2 separate regions of the Anas platyrhynchos genome follow, and region 2 is linked to region 1. A link is a contact called in public Hi-C data. All regions are on one chromosome and are shown on one strand. Each heading gives the region's core, a stretch centred on a gene start, on an enhancer-like site or on the middle of the called end of the contact. The rest is flanking DNA. Distances are from core to core; before and after follow the strand shown. Region 1 holds the start of LOC110351601. Region 2 overlaps LOC139999045 (a long non-coding RNA gene).

What was found. A called contact is a pair of places that touch in the nucleus more often than the background predicts.
Region 2: a contact with region 1 is called in a Hi-C map of subcutaneous adipose tissue, with 4 times the contacts expected there. The contact joins the enhancer-like site here to the promoter of LOC110351601 in region 1. A contact is called at or near these places in 4 of 8 Hi-C or Micro-C datasets (F1 follicle, liver, skeletal muscle and 1 more).

The regions. Positions count from the first base shown.
Region 1 is chr18:10,657,168-10,660,867 of IASCAAS_PekinDuck_T2T, forward strand. It overlaps LOC110351601, which reads left to right and starts at 1,979. Exons shown (of 2, transcript XR_005259926.2): 1 at 1,979-2,473.
Region 2 is chr18:10,728,005-10,731,704 of IASCAAS_PekinDuck_T2T, forward strand. All of the region lies in intron 2 of LOC139999045 (a long non-coding RNA gene), which reads right to left. Among named protein-coding and RNA genes, the nearest start is that of IER5L, 33 kb to the right of the region's middle. Within about 2 kb of position 1,822, at least 1 of the 8 cell types and tissues checked has an H3K27ac peak or open chromatin away from gene starts, as enhancers often do. A contact at or near this core is called in subcutaneous adipose tissue, where this site is marked.

The DNA of each region.
Region 1 (3,700 bases), core at 729-3,228:
AGGGAAAGAGAGCAGCAGCCTCAGGCTTTGGCACGGGCTTTGCTCGTGCCCCCATGGGATGGAGTTTCCCTGTAGGTCCTGATGACTTTCTGGTGGCTCCATGGGTAAACCCTTCTGCAAGGCGTGACCCACACAGTGCAGCCCCACCTGGGACAGAGCAAAGTGAAACGCGTTTTGCAAAGCCTCCCACCAATTTTGGGTGCTGCACGGGGGAGTCAGAGCGTGGCCCCGAGCACCCCGATGATGGGGGCTCGGCGGCAGCACCTTGTCAGCCCGTCCCTGCAGTCTGAGCAATGCTTTAGCACCCATTAACCCATGCGGCCGTAAATCCTTGCTCAGGCAAGCCCCAAATACTCGTTTCGGGCGCTGCAGTTTGTGTCGTTCCAGCATTAGCATGCACACTCTTATTAATTAATACTTGCTAAACCGGGACTAAAAATAAAGCGCTCGGCGTCTCGTTTCGGCAAACGCCTCCTGCCCTTGCGGAGCAGCGTGCCTGGGCTTCGACGGGCTCGGCACACGGGGTTTTATCCCTTCCACAGCCAGAAAAAAAAAAGAAAAAAAGAAAAAAAAAGGCTTCACGGAGCCAGGAATGCCGATAAAGCAAAACCTTCTCCTTCCATCCAGGCAAAAGCGCCCGTGGCAGCTATTGCTTCGGCACGCCACAGCGTGAGGCTCACGCTCACCTCCGCGCCTGCCTGGGATGAGCTTTGGGGTCAGAGGGCTGCCGCATCCGGGGCGGGGAGTTAACGTTCCTTTTCCATCCCAACTTAACTTTTTTTTTTCTTTTTTTTTTTTTTTTTTTTCTTTGCTGCTTTTTCCTTCCTGGGCTGGGCTGCTTTGGTTGCACTTCCCACTCAGAGCTGATCGCTGGATTGCCACCGAGGGAAGGGTTTCAGGGTGCTGCGGGTGGCTTTGTGCACGCACGGCTGCTGGCTTTGATTAAACTGAAGGCCAGCGGTTGTTGCAAAAGTCCCTTTTTCCTGCAAGGGGGCTGCTGCTACCCACCGGCACCCCCCTGACTGCATCCTTCACCCCGTCCCAGCTGGGAGCAGCTTGGGCTGTGCACAACACGCGGATCTGGGGGCACAGCTCCGAGATGCTGAGCTGGGACAAGGGAGGACCACAGGGATCAGGGGGACGCGATGGAGCCCCCGGGGTCAGCACCGTGGAGGGGACACGGGGAAGGGGCAGGTGGCATCTCGGGGCCGGGGCCGGAGGGCATCGCCGCGGGCTGGGGTTGTGCAGGTGTTGCAGAAATCGTGTGAGTTATTGCAAGGGGCGGCAGTTTTGAGATAATTATAGCAATGGTAATAATAACGGTAATAAGGAATTAATTCGTCTTTATTAATCTTTATTAAAGAAAAAGAAAAAAAAAAAAAGAAGCCCACAACTTTATGCAAGGCCGGGACAGCGCAGGGCCACCAACCTGCATCACATAAAACTCCAACTCCTGCAAGATTTGGAGCTGCTCTTTCCCCCCAGCTCGGGTCCCATCCCCGGAGCACTTTGGCTGTCATTTGGCCAAAAACCCCAAGTTTCCAACCAGCCCAGAGGCTGCAGAGCAAAGCCTGAAGCCAGGATCCCCCTGGGCACGGCCGGGGCTGAGCACCGCTGGGAGCACCCTGCTCCCCTCCCCGCTGTGCCCTTCGCTTTCCTAAAAGACCGGGGTGACAAAAATAAAGCAGCCCCCTCCAGGGGTGAGGATGGGGCCAGGTGGGGGTGCCTGGGGGGGTCAGGGCTGGTTCCCCTGTCCCTCACCCCCCTGGCCAACGCCAGGCCCCGCAGCGAGGGCTGCGCTTGGTGCTGCAGCACGGCCGGCTCGCGCCAGGAGTGAATGTAAATGGTGCCGAGCTCCTCGGAGAAACGCTCAGATTCTCCCTCTAAACCAGGGAGGAAAAGAAGGAGAAGGGGGAGGAGGGGAAACCAGCTCCGCAGATTAATTCTGCTGATGAAAATTAAAATCGGGCATCTCCAAAGCGAGCCCAGAAGGAGCTGCCTCAGCGCTGCAGCCCCTGCGAAAACCCAGCTTGGCTCCGGTCTCCTCCAGGGTCGGGTCGTGTGGGCAGGCATTTGTCCTGGTTTTGCTCACTCTTGGCCCACCAAAGAGGTGCCGAGGCAGCGGCTCCCCGTGCACGTAACCGTGCTGCAGGTACTGGGGCAGGATCGGGCCCCCAGGATGCTCCGAGCTGGCCGTGGGCATGGGGAGGGCGCACGCCTCCTTTGGGAGGAGGGCAAGTCGGCCTCCCGAAATCATGAGGTTAGTTGCGATGCCAAGGGTTTAAAAAACAAGCTGTGGAGGGCTTTTTTATAATCGTCATTAACTTCCTGGGCTTTGGGGCTCTGCGGTGTACTTTTTTGTCCCTGTGCTGGACGGTGAGGACAGCTCCAAAGATCCCCCGGGGTTGGGATGAAGGCAGAGAGCGCGGGACCCCGGGAGCTGCTGCTTTATAAATGAAACCATCCGGGCAAGGTAAGCGCTGGGAGCTGCTGCAGGATCCGACCCTCGTGGCCAGCACCTCCCTCCTGCTCTGCTCCCACAGAGCTGGGAAACCTCGCGGGGTGTCCCTGTGGCACGGACACAGCTCCGGGCGCGCAGTTACAGGGTGGCTCTGGGGACAGGAGGGGACTTTCCTCTGCTCGGACAGTTTTGGACACATGGGAGGGCACTGGGCACTGCGGAGAGGGGCCTCGAGGTGCTGGGGTTGGGCACCCAAGGGTGGGACCCCTGCTGTGCACCCCGCTGCGCCCCCACCTTGTGGCTCCCCTGGCAGCGAGCTGGGTTTTATCTCCGTTTGCTTCCCTCCTCCCTCCCTCCGCCCGCTCCCTTCTCCTCCTCGCTGCCAAGTCCGCAGGTTTCCTGCTGTGACCTTGAGCTCATTCCTGGAGCTGGTTGTGGGCTTCTTAAAGGAGCCGTGTGGGCAGCGGGGCCCCCAAAAGTCCCCTCCTGATGTCCTCACCCTCACTGGGAGCCCCCAGGGCTGGGGGGCACCGGGACGAGAGCACGGTGGCCCCTGAGCGCACCAAAACTGGGAGAGGGTGCAGGTGGCCAATTTGGCATCCCCAGGGCCATAGTGGGGGTGCTCCCCCAGCTCTGTGAAAGGGATTTCGGTGGCAAAACCCCTGCCCATGCTGGGGGTCCCAGCAGTGCCAAGACCCCCCAGGGGTGGCAGTGGCACCAAGAGGCTGGGGGTGCGCCCACTGCCCCACACCAACACAGACGGGTGGCCCTCAATGGCACCGTGGTGGCCCTAGGTGGCAGCTTGGTGGCCCTCGATGGCATCACTGCTTCTGACAGTGGTAAAGAAAAAGTTTGAAAGCTGCGCCCTCTGCTCCCAGCTCCGCTCGGGACCCCTTGAGCATCCCCCCGGGGGCTGTTGGTGCCACTCAGGAGCAGCACCCGGAGCCGCAGCGAGGCAGAAAGCGCCCCGGCTGCCCTCACCCCGTGTGCCAAGCGCACAGCTCGGACTCACCTTCCAGGAAAATCCTTCTCCGTGGGTGACCCCACCTGGGGAGCTGGCCTGGGCTCAGATTTAGGAGCTGAAAACCCAAGGGGAAGCACAGCCAGCTGGGGCGGGACGTGTGTTGGAGAGCCGCTGCCAGGAGCAGCAGCATCCTGTGCCACGGAGGTCTGAAGCTTGGTAAGCTGGATGGGCTGAGGTTCCAGCCTTGCTCAGGACACGCTAAAAGCTCCATCGGC
Region 2 (3,700 bases), core at 572-3,071, 71 kb after region 1:
AGCAGCCAGGCAGAAAGGCTTTGGGATTTATCCCAGGTCACTGCTGGAGTGGGGAAACATCTTCCACGTCAGACGTTACCGCATCAGGGGTCAGGAACCCGCTGGGTTTGATGCCTGGTGGAGAGAAGAAGGTCCCCTCGTCTGCCAGCAGAGGATGGGTTGCTCCCTAATGGCAATCACCGGGTAGATTCACCCAGCCTCACCCAGGAGATTGCTCCCTCTCACACCTGAACGTCTCAGCCTGTCATTAAATTCCCAGGTCTCACCATTTCCCACGTGCTTGCCCTCTAACCACCCCGAGAAGCGAGGCAGCACTCCCCCATCCTTCACAGCCAGATGACCGGAGACAAATCCCCCGTGTCCCTCTGCTTCCTCAGAGCACCAGGGCTGGCGATCCCGTGGTGCTCAGGCACCCGAACCTTGCTCTGAGGGGGTAAGGAACCAACCCTAAAATCCCAGAACCCTGGAGCCCTGCCTGCTGCCCCCCTTACAACATCCTAAAGAGCCGAGATCGCTCTCCTAGGCTTCATCCCCTGCTCTGGGTTGTCTCAGAGGAGCAGCTCGTGAACAAAACCCTGCCTTTGCTGCTGCTGGCGCTTCCTCCACCAGTCGCTTTGAGGATTAGGGCCAGAGCCTTCCGTTGGCTTCAGGAGCTGATGGGGAGCCAGTGGAGCAGCTTGGGCTCCCGGTGGCCTGGCCCTTCGGGCAGCTGGGTGGTTGTGCCCTGCACCAGCCGGTCCCACCACCGCAACGCTTCTGCTCAGCTTTGGCTACAAGGCAGCAGGAGAGGAGGAGAAGGCAGCGTTTCTGGAAATGGTTACTGGAAATGGTTACTGGAAATGGTTACTGGAAATGGTTACTGGAAATGGTTATTGCCTTATCTGCAGAAGGCAGGGTGTCACCGCTGGCTTCTCCAGCCTGTCCCCAGCAAGACCCAGCTGCTCGTACCCACGTCCCACGGCAGCAGCACCTCCAGTGGCGGTGCCGGATGGGAACGAGCACCCCATGGCATCTCCCCCTCCTCGCCCCCCATCCCCAGGCTGCCCGATTTGGGGACGACGGGCAGCAGCGAGAGCGAGGTGTCCCGGGGGTAAGGAGGTGGGAGGAAGGCTGGGAGCACGAACAGCCCCAATGGGAGCCCGGAGTGGGAACGTGCAGGCACGTTTTGAGTTTCTCTCTGGGTTTTTCACCGGACCAGTTCCACGCCCACAGTCTTAGGCTCTGCACACCCACAAACACGTGCACAAAGGGACCATCTCTGCTCCGATCAGTGCGGTTTCAGCACGGATTACTGCCTGCGGAGTCCTGCACACAGAGCTCAGACAAAAGCTCCAGCCCCCTGACCACATCCCCTCCCTGGCTCTCCCAGCTGGGAGCCGTGGATCGGCACAGCGGGATTGCACCCGCACCCAAAACCCGCACCCTTTGCCCAAATTCCCCCAGCCCCTTTGCAGGCTGCCAACTGAAAGGACGCTACGGGAGGAGGCACACAGACCACGAGAAGCTGCAGCTCCTCTCCCCACTCAGGCTGAATCCCCAAACGAGGGAGGAGATCCACGCATGACAAACTTGCTTCCAAAGCATCTCCCTGCGCCAGGGCACAGGGGCAGCGAGGCGCTCGGTGCCGCCAAGTGACATGCATCGAGGGAACATGTAGCACAGCCACAGCCACTCTATTAATTTAAGTTAATTTCCTGCAGTTCTGTCTTAGTTTTTCCAGCAGATTCAGGACTTAAAGGTTAAAGCGTAACCTTGTCTCAGTAGCTTGCTATTCGCTCCATGCAAATGTCTACCTACAGCCTGGTAATTACATGCATTTCCAAAGAGCCAATCCGCCGTCAGCCTGACAGATACTGATCTTCCCGTTTTATTTTTAGCTCTGTGCTTCCCCCTCTAGATGCAAAAAAAAATTCTGTTTGTTCCATCTTTGCTGCAGCCTCTTTTTTCCCCGGCTCACCAGCGAGCTCCTGCCTCCGCCGGGCTGGAGCCAGCAGCGGCACGGGGCAGTGGGGGGCACCCGGTGGGACACCTCCACGGGTCTCAAAGCCGGGTAAAAGCGGGTGGTGGTCGGCTCCTTTTGGGCCACCGAGGGAATTTGTCTCCTCTGGCAGAGGGGAGCATTTAAATGGGAAACTCGAGCGAGGCAGAAGGAGCTGCAGCCCCCTCGGTGCGCACGCGTGCCTGTGCCATGCAGGGGAGCTGGGCGCTTTCTCTTTGGGACACCACCAGCACGCACACACACAGGCAGCCAGGTCCCAGCAGGGAGAAAAAGGGCCAAATCTGGCAAAATGCAGCCACGTGCTCCTGGCTCTGCGAGCCCAGGATCTTTTTGCCTCGTGGGGCCACCCAGAGAGAGGAGGCGATGCTGGGAGTGGGGGCAGTGGAGGCAGGTCAGGCACACATAGGCAAGGCTCAGTTGACGCTTCCAGCCCTTAAAATGGGCACACGTGAGGCTAAATGTGCGCGGTGCTGCTGAAGCCAACACGCTGCCCACCTCCATGAGCTGCCCTGGTGGCTGTGGGGAAGAGGCGAGGAGCGCAAGCCGCTAGAAATGTGAATCCTGCAGGAGTTCGGCCCAATCTGGCCGCCCACCGCCAGAGAGAAGCCCAAAAAGCTGCCTGTAAATCATGAGACTCGGAAGAAATGGGGTCAGGTTCTTCTTATTCGCCTTTCCTTCTGGAAAGTCTTGGAGCGGGGATGGGTTGGGCTTTGAGGGGTGAGGTCTGCACGCCTCCCTCTCTCTCCCAAATGCATATTTTGCATTTAAACCAGAACAGGCTCGCACAAACTTTAGTTACACGATGGAGAAAAAAAAAAAAGACACCGAGCCTCACAAGCAGTGTGGTGGGAAAGGGCTGGCTGTCGGCACCATGGCACAGAGGCCAAGCTCACCATGGGCAGCGCTGGCACATGCGGCACAACTCTGGGATGTTAAGGGGGTAGGAGAGAGCAGGGCACAGAAAGGACACCTGGATGCAGGGAAGCCAGGTAAGAAAATGCTTGACATAAACAGCTGAAGAGGAAGGAAAAAAGAGGAGCAGGGATGGGGTGAAGCAGAAGGAAGGTCTGGGAGAGGTGTCAAACCCCTTCCAGACTCCAGTAAGAGCAGACAGAGCTGGGGCTGATGCCTCTTTCCAACACCACCAACACCTCCCTGGTGCTCAGCCCTGCACCGGTGGCAGCCCCCACCATGCTGGCAGTCATAATTACATCTCGTTCCTGCAAGGAAAGGATTGCTTATCTCGTTACGCCTGCAAGGATCCTCCTGGTCAGAACGGCACAAAAATCCAGGAGTTATCCCCGCACGGTATTACATTCCCAGGGCAGTCTCCTCTGAGATCCTGCACAAATAAAGCACGTGGCGCTGGAAGATGCCTGTCCGGTGGCCTTCAAACATTTCCAACAGGTGGCTTTAGGCAGCTGGTGGGAACAATGCCTTTACAGAGCTCCACGGCCCCAGCTTTCCCCTCCCATACCCATAACCTACAGGCCAGGCTGACCCACCCTCGGGGAGCAGGAGCCAGCCCCCAGCTGCAGGAGACCGCAGGAAGGCAGAGCGGAGCGCACGGAGCAGGACGCGCCCGTCCCCACGGCAGAAGAGCCCAGGAACAGAAATTCAGCTATTTACTTAACAGCCCACGAGCTCAGATCCCAAATCCCCATCCTTCTGCACAGAAATGGATAAATGAAGAAGCTTCAG